2 separate regions of the Zea mays genome follow, and region 2 is linked to region 1. A link is a contact called in public Hi-C data. All regions are on one chromosome and are shown on one strand. Each heading gives the region's core, a stretch centred on a gene start, on an enhancer-like site or on the middle of the called end of the contact. The rest is flanking DNA. Distances are from core to core; before and after follow the strand shown. Region 1 holds the start of LOC103642186. Region 2 holds the start of LOC103642187 (pentatricopeptide repeat-containing protein At3g50420).

What was found. Hi-C and Micro-C count contacts between places; a contact is called where the count stands out from the background.
Region 2: a contact with region 1 is called in a Hi-C map of leaf, with 2.6 times the contacts expected there. The contact joins the promoter of LOC103642187 here to the promoter of LOC103642186 in region 1. A contact is called at or near these places in 6 of 25 Hi-C or Micro-C datasets (ear, endosperm and leaf).

Annotation. Positions count from the first base shown.
Region 1 is chr10:149,866,558-149,869,528 of Zm-B73-REFERENCE-NAM-5.0, forward strand. It overlaps LOC103642186, which reads right to left and starts at 1,664. Exons shown (of 3, transcript NM_001415861.1): 1 at 1,404-1,664; 2 at 1,202-1,323. The coding sequence starts at 1,552.
Region 2 is chr10:150,087,454-150,090,249 of Zm-B73-REFERENCE-NAM-5.0, forward strand. LOC103642187 (pentatricopeptide repeat-containing protein At3g50420) reads right to left here and starts at 1,486. Exons shown (of 3, transcript XM_020545897.2): 1 at 1-1,486. The coding sequence starts at 1,459.

The DNA of each region.
Region 1 (2,971 bases), core at 414-2,913:
ATCTACGGAACAACCATCTTGGTATCTACATGTAAAATTGGTAGTTTACCTATTGTACAAAACAGAGAAATGCATTGAAAAGGTGATAAACAATAGCATCTCATGCATCAATGACAACAAATAATCTACTATTATGTATGGGACAATGTTTTAACCAGGCAGCACTTTTGCTCAGATTTTAGAGAACCACAATCTTATGGCAGACATGTAGACTGCAAGTCTATATAGCTAAAACCAGATCTTATTAATATTTTACGAATAAAGAAGGCCAATAATGGAATCGGTAGATCAATCAACAAGATTGCAATGACTAGTCCCAACGAGATTGTGTTCCTTCTGTTTGCAACTAGGATTCTGTCGTGGCACCATACACCCGGAAAAGCCAATCAAACTTTTCACATAAATAAAAAAAGACAACAAATATACATATACAGTAACGAGCTACTGTAAAATAAAACAATACAAAGCCTGAAACTAGTTTTGCTATAAACTGCTAGCATTTTAAGTCCTTCACACTAGTGTAACTCTGAAAGGCACGTTGAATGCATTCATTATTCATCACTGCATACATAAAGATCCCTGTTGATCACTTTTTTGTTATAATTGCAAAATAAAAAGGTTATACAAAATCTAAACTACTGATACAGTGGACAATTGGCATAGATGTAAAACTAGCTCGGTAGAACAACAATCGAGCACAATTGAACTAATTGATACTAAACCACAAATAGAAAGGAATATCAACATGCATTTCAGTATCACATAGCTTAAAAAGGAGTTTCATCAGGACAGGACGTTATTCATTCAGTATCAGCCATGAGCTTAGGGCTGGAAAGCACTACGATGCACGAGTTACTAAACTCACCGGTCACTCACATGACTCCTGTATCTAGGTTTCTCTGGTGTGTAAGACTGTAAGTAGAACAAACAAAATATCTGATGAGTACTGTGCAATGAGCTCAGTTCGTGAATTGCTTGATCTCTGAGAAATCGGTTAGAGAAATGATGTGGCCATGCTGGCAAAACGTTATGCTTAAATTAGCGATCTGACGGCGCTTGAGGCCTTCTCCTTCTCTTTCAACCTTATCCGAAACCCGAAAAACCTCAAAATGCACAATCACACGAAAGTGTTGGAGAGCAAGCACGGATACAAATATTTGACAGCAAGCCGTTGGTAACAACCCAGAACAAAAAGGGTTACCTTGTGAGAGCGAGCACCAGCAGGAGGAGTCGACGGCGATGCAGGACCTAAGCCGCGCGGCAGCCACCGCGCTGTGCAGCGGCATTAGCGTTTCCAGCCCCGCCGACGCCGCGGCCGCCGACCTGCACCGACACCAGAACGCCTAAGTGAGCGCACGCGCCGAATCCCATCCGGACCAGTAGCCAGGGAGCCGGCTCGCTACCTGCGGAGGATCCGGGCGGAGCGGGTAGCGGAAGGCGAGGCAAAGGAAGGTAGTGGCGCTCCGAGGACGCGGCCGGTAAGGGGCGCGGAGCGGACCGCCGACCTCAGGGCCACGACAGCGGCAGCAGCGGTGCGGGACAACGATGCCATTTCCCCTCTCGGCCTCTCCCCCTGCCTTGTCGGCTGTCGCGTCGGTGTCGGAGCAAAACCTCGTCGTGTTGGAGAGGGTAAAACCCTAGACACTACTAGGTTTGGGCCGAGCGACCTTCATCTGGAGGATTTTGAGATTTTGTATGGGCCGGAGCAGGAGAAAATTGGGTGGCCCGTGGATGGATTCACGAAAGCTGAGAACAGTTTTGCTCTGGTGTTCAGAATAGAAGGCTGGAAGACTGACCGCGGTGGCTTCTAAAAATCTTTTAGAAACACTCTAAAACCACAGCGATTATCACTAAAAACACTCTAAATTTAATGATAGATTCTCCTACCCCTAAGTCTAGAGTGTTTTCGGTTTTTCCTAAAAATTTTATAGTCTAAAGTACAAATTAAATACATAATTAATATGTACATACCGAGAGATGACAATGGACCCCGATCATCGATTCCCCGCAGGGAATTATTCCATTAGGGCATGTTCGTTTGTATGGTGATTAGAGGGATTGAGGGGATTAAATACTCTTATATTTAGGGCTCGTTTGGCAAAGCTCCAGCTCCTGCTTCTTTAGCTCAAGATCCTGATCCTCGTGAGGAGCTGATCCTTCTGATTCTCCTAGAGAATCAGAATCATTTTTAAAACCGTTTGGCAAGTAAACTGATTCTTGTCTACTGAGAGTTGGTGGTCTGTGGCGATTGTCTGTTTTACCCTTTGCAGTTCAACTTTGTTACAAACCAATAAGTATGATGCATATACAGAAAAAAAAATATGAAACAATAACATATAAAATATTCCCATCATAGTAGTGCATAAAATGGTCTCAAATGTTTAATCCATAAATTGGCTCGTTATGTTTTTGTCCAATATCAATTGCGGGTAATTTCGATCAAACTTTAAGGGGAGGTCCATATTTGGTTGGTTGAGGAGCTGTTTTAAGGGAGGGTGGAGCAGGTTTTTTTAGATCCCACCTTTCTTCACAAAAACGACTCTCAATCTTTCGGCTCCACACGAGAATCAGTTTAAAAAAATACCTGTTTGGCACGGCTCCTTCAGATCCTCGCTTAGAATCAGGAGCTGGAGCTGTGCCAAACGGGCCCTTAATTTTGAATAGAAGATGAATTTAATGTCCCTCAATCTACCCCTAACTGAACAAGTCTTTAGGATGGAGATGGAAAAGTTTTTTCCCTTCCAAGGATGTAAATGGAAAAAAAAATCCCCGACGCGTAAACAGGGACGAGGACGGGGAATTATTCCACAACCCTTGGGACCCGTTAAACATGCACACAACGATGTTTTCGTTCAATGGTTAAGGGTAAAATAAATAATTACCTTGTTAAGAGATCACTCGTTATACAAATATGTTCATTTTGATGTACACATAATAGTTTCTTAATCTAACAATGCCTATAAGTGGCGAT
Region 2 (2,796 bases), core at 236-2,735, 220 kb after region 1:
CTTCATAGCCACTTTTTACCACTTGAGCATGGAGCATTTCCCCTTGCTTAAGACCTGCAAGATCTGCTGCGGAGTTCAAAGCACTGCTAAGAGAGAAATTATCAGCCTTGTGCCCAACCTCCAGCATGCCAATAAAATATTTCAATGACAATTCTCCTTCACCTAGTGCAGAATGGCCAGCTACCATCTCAGTCCACATGATAACATCTTTCACCATAACGGAATCGAACAAAATGTGAGCAGACTCTGGATCCTCATTTGTGAAATACATATTGAGAAGTGTATTCGCAACAAAGACGCTGCTCTCCAACCCAGCCTTGATCACACAAGCATGAAGCGGTTTGCCGCTACACATTGCTGGTAAAGAAGCAGCTGCAGCCACCACTGCCGCAAATGTGTACTCATCTGGAGCCAGCCATTCAGAGGACACAGCCTTGAGCTTCACAAAGGCCTGCACTGCGGTCCATCCGTCCGCAACGCCAGAAAATCCAGAAATTATGGTATTCCATGACACCAAGTCTGGTGTTTCGATCCTCCGAAACACAAGTACTGCAGTGTCTAGATCACCACAGCAGCAGTACATATCAAGCAGCGCATTATGCAAAGGCAAATCAGGATCAAGCTCCTCTGATTTCACCACCCATCCATGTAGCGCACGCCCATGGTGCAAGTCCCCAGAGCGCCCGCACCCACTCAGCACCGAAGAAAGGGTGCTCTCTGTAGGCGCCAGCCCAGTGCTCACCATCCGGCAGAACTTCCGCAGGGCGCGGTCCAGGTAATCGTACCGTACGTTGCAGTGCATCACGCAGTTCCACGCCACCACATCCGGCGTCATCATTTCGTCGAACACCTGGTTAGCGTCCCTCGGCGACCCGCACCCGGAGTACATCTGGAGCAGCGCGGTCGGCACAATGTCGCTGGCGAGGAAGCCGAGCGCCGAGGCATGCGCGTGTGCCGCGGCCCCCGCGCGGCCGTCGCGCAGTGCGCCGGCGGCGCGGAGGACGGCGCAGAGGCTGGGGGCGGTCGGGCGGAGACCCGACGAGTGCAGGCCGCGGAAGAGCCCGAAGGCGTCCTGCGCGTGCCTTGGGGTGCGCGAGAGAGCGGAGAGGACGGTGTTGTAGGAGATCACGGAGGGGCACGGCGTGGAGCGGAGGAGGGCGAGGGCGTCGGGGACCGCGGAGAGGCGGCAGTAGAGGGCGAGCAGCTGGTTGACGAGGAAGGTGGGCGGGCGGGGCGCGGACGGCAGGGACGAGACCACGAGGAGCGCGTGCAGCGCGCGCGCGCGGCGGAGGACGGCGCGCGGCGGGGAGCGGGTGCCGAACAGCGCCTCGGCCGCCGCGGCGAGCGCCGGCTCCAGGTTGTGGAAGCCGAGGCGCAACGACATGGAGAGCGGCACGCGCGCTGGGGCAGTGCACGTGCGCGCGCAGTGCTGCACGGGTGTCCGACAGTGCCGAACCATCTTGCATTTTAGACAATAGTTCCTGCACTGCACAACCCTCGTTCTCATAATTGAGGACATATCCTGTGCAATCACTCATTTTGGTGCAAGCGTGCAATCAAACTATCCAGAGCATCCAATCTAGATCCAACGGTTTCATATGGAAGGGGTTAAAAGTAAAATAGGTACCATGTTTTAGATGGAAGGGGTTAAATATAAAATAACAGTCATCATTAGATCTAGATCGGATGCACCAGATCGCTTGATTGCATGCTTACACCAGGATAAGTGATTGCATAGCATATTTTCCCCTCATAATTCATCTATAATTTCAATACACGTAAACAAAAAAATCATCATAATTCAGTTTATGCATCGCATACCTATATAAATTTATATGTCCACATCCATTGAATTCACGATTACATAACTACATAGAAAATAAGTTCATACAATGCCATATCCTGACAAACGAAGTCTGTGCAACAACTGCATGCAGCATAGAAACAAAGATGTCACTAAAGGTTGACCACCACCATCATCTCGTTGATTATTTGAGTTTTGAAAGCTACATCCACCACTAACGAATAATTGATTCGCCCATTGATTCACTGGATCATAAACCAGTGCATCCCCCTCGGCCCTCGGTGCCGCTAAGTAAGGAGTTCCAAGGTCGTGGGTACTCAAGGGAGACGTCCGTCACAGCTAGGGGCTCCGGATAGTCAGGGGGGCATTAGAACTTTCTGGAATCCTATGTGTTCAAGGGTTAGCCACCTTGGCGTACTTCTAAATAGGGCTAGACGAAATGCTCGTGACTCGCTGGCTCGCTCGGTTCATAGTCAGCTCGGCTCGGCTCGTTTAAACTTTTTCACGAGCTGAGCTGACAACCTAGCTCGGTTCGTTAACGAGCCAGCTCGCGAGCTAAACGAGCTACCATATTCCAGCAAAACAAAACTATACGCATATCATTTACAGAATAATTGATGAACATGTTATATATATGTGAGGTGCCTATGGCTTATGAATCAATATAATAATTAATGAACTATGTCTATGTGTTAATTTGGTCTATGCAAATATAATTATGGATTAAACTGATGAACATGTAAGTGAATTATGAATTAATGAGTGATGAATTGTGCTAATTTGGTGTTATATTGACGTGGTTTGTGAAACTATGAATATAATTACTATTTCTATTGTTAAATTAGTTTGAAATTAACTAAAAATAATTATTATATATATTTTATTTTTGTTCTGTTCTGGCTCGCTAGCTAAATGAGACAGCTCGAGCTCGTAAACGAGCCGAGCCGACTCTATGACTCGTTACCTTAACGAGCCGAGCTGGCTCGTTAGCT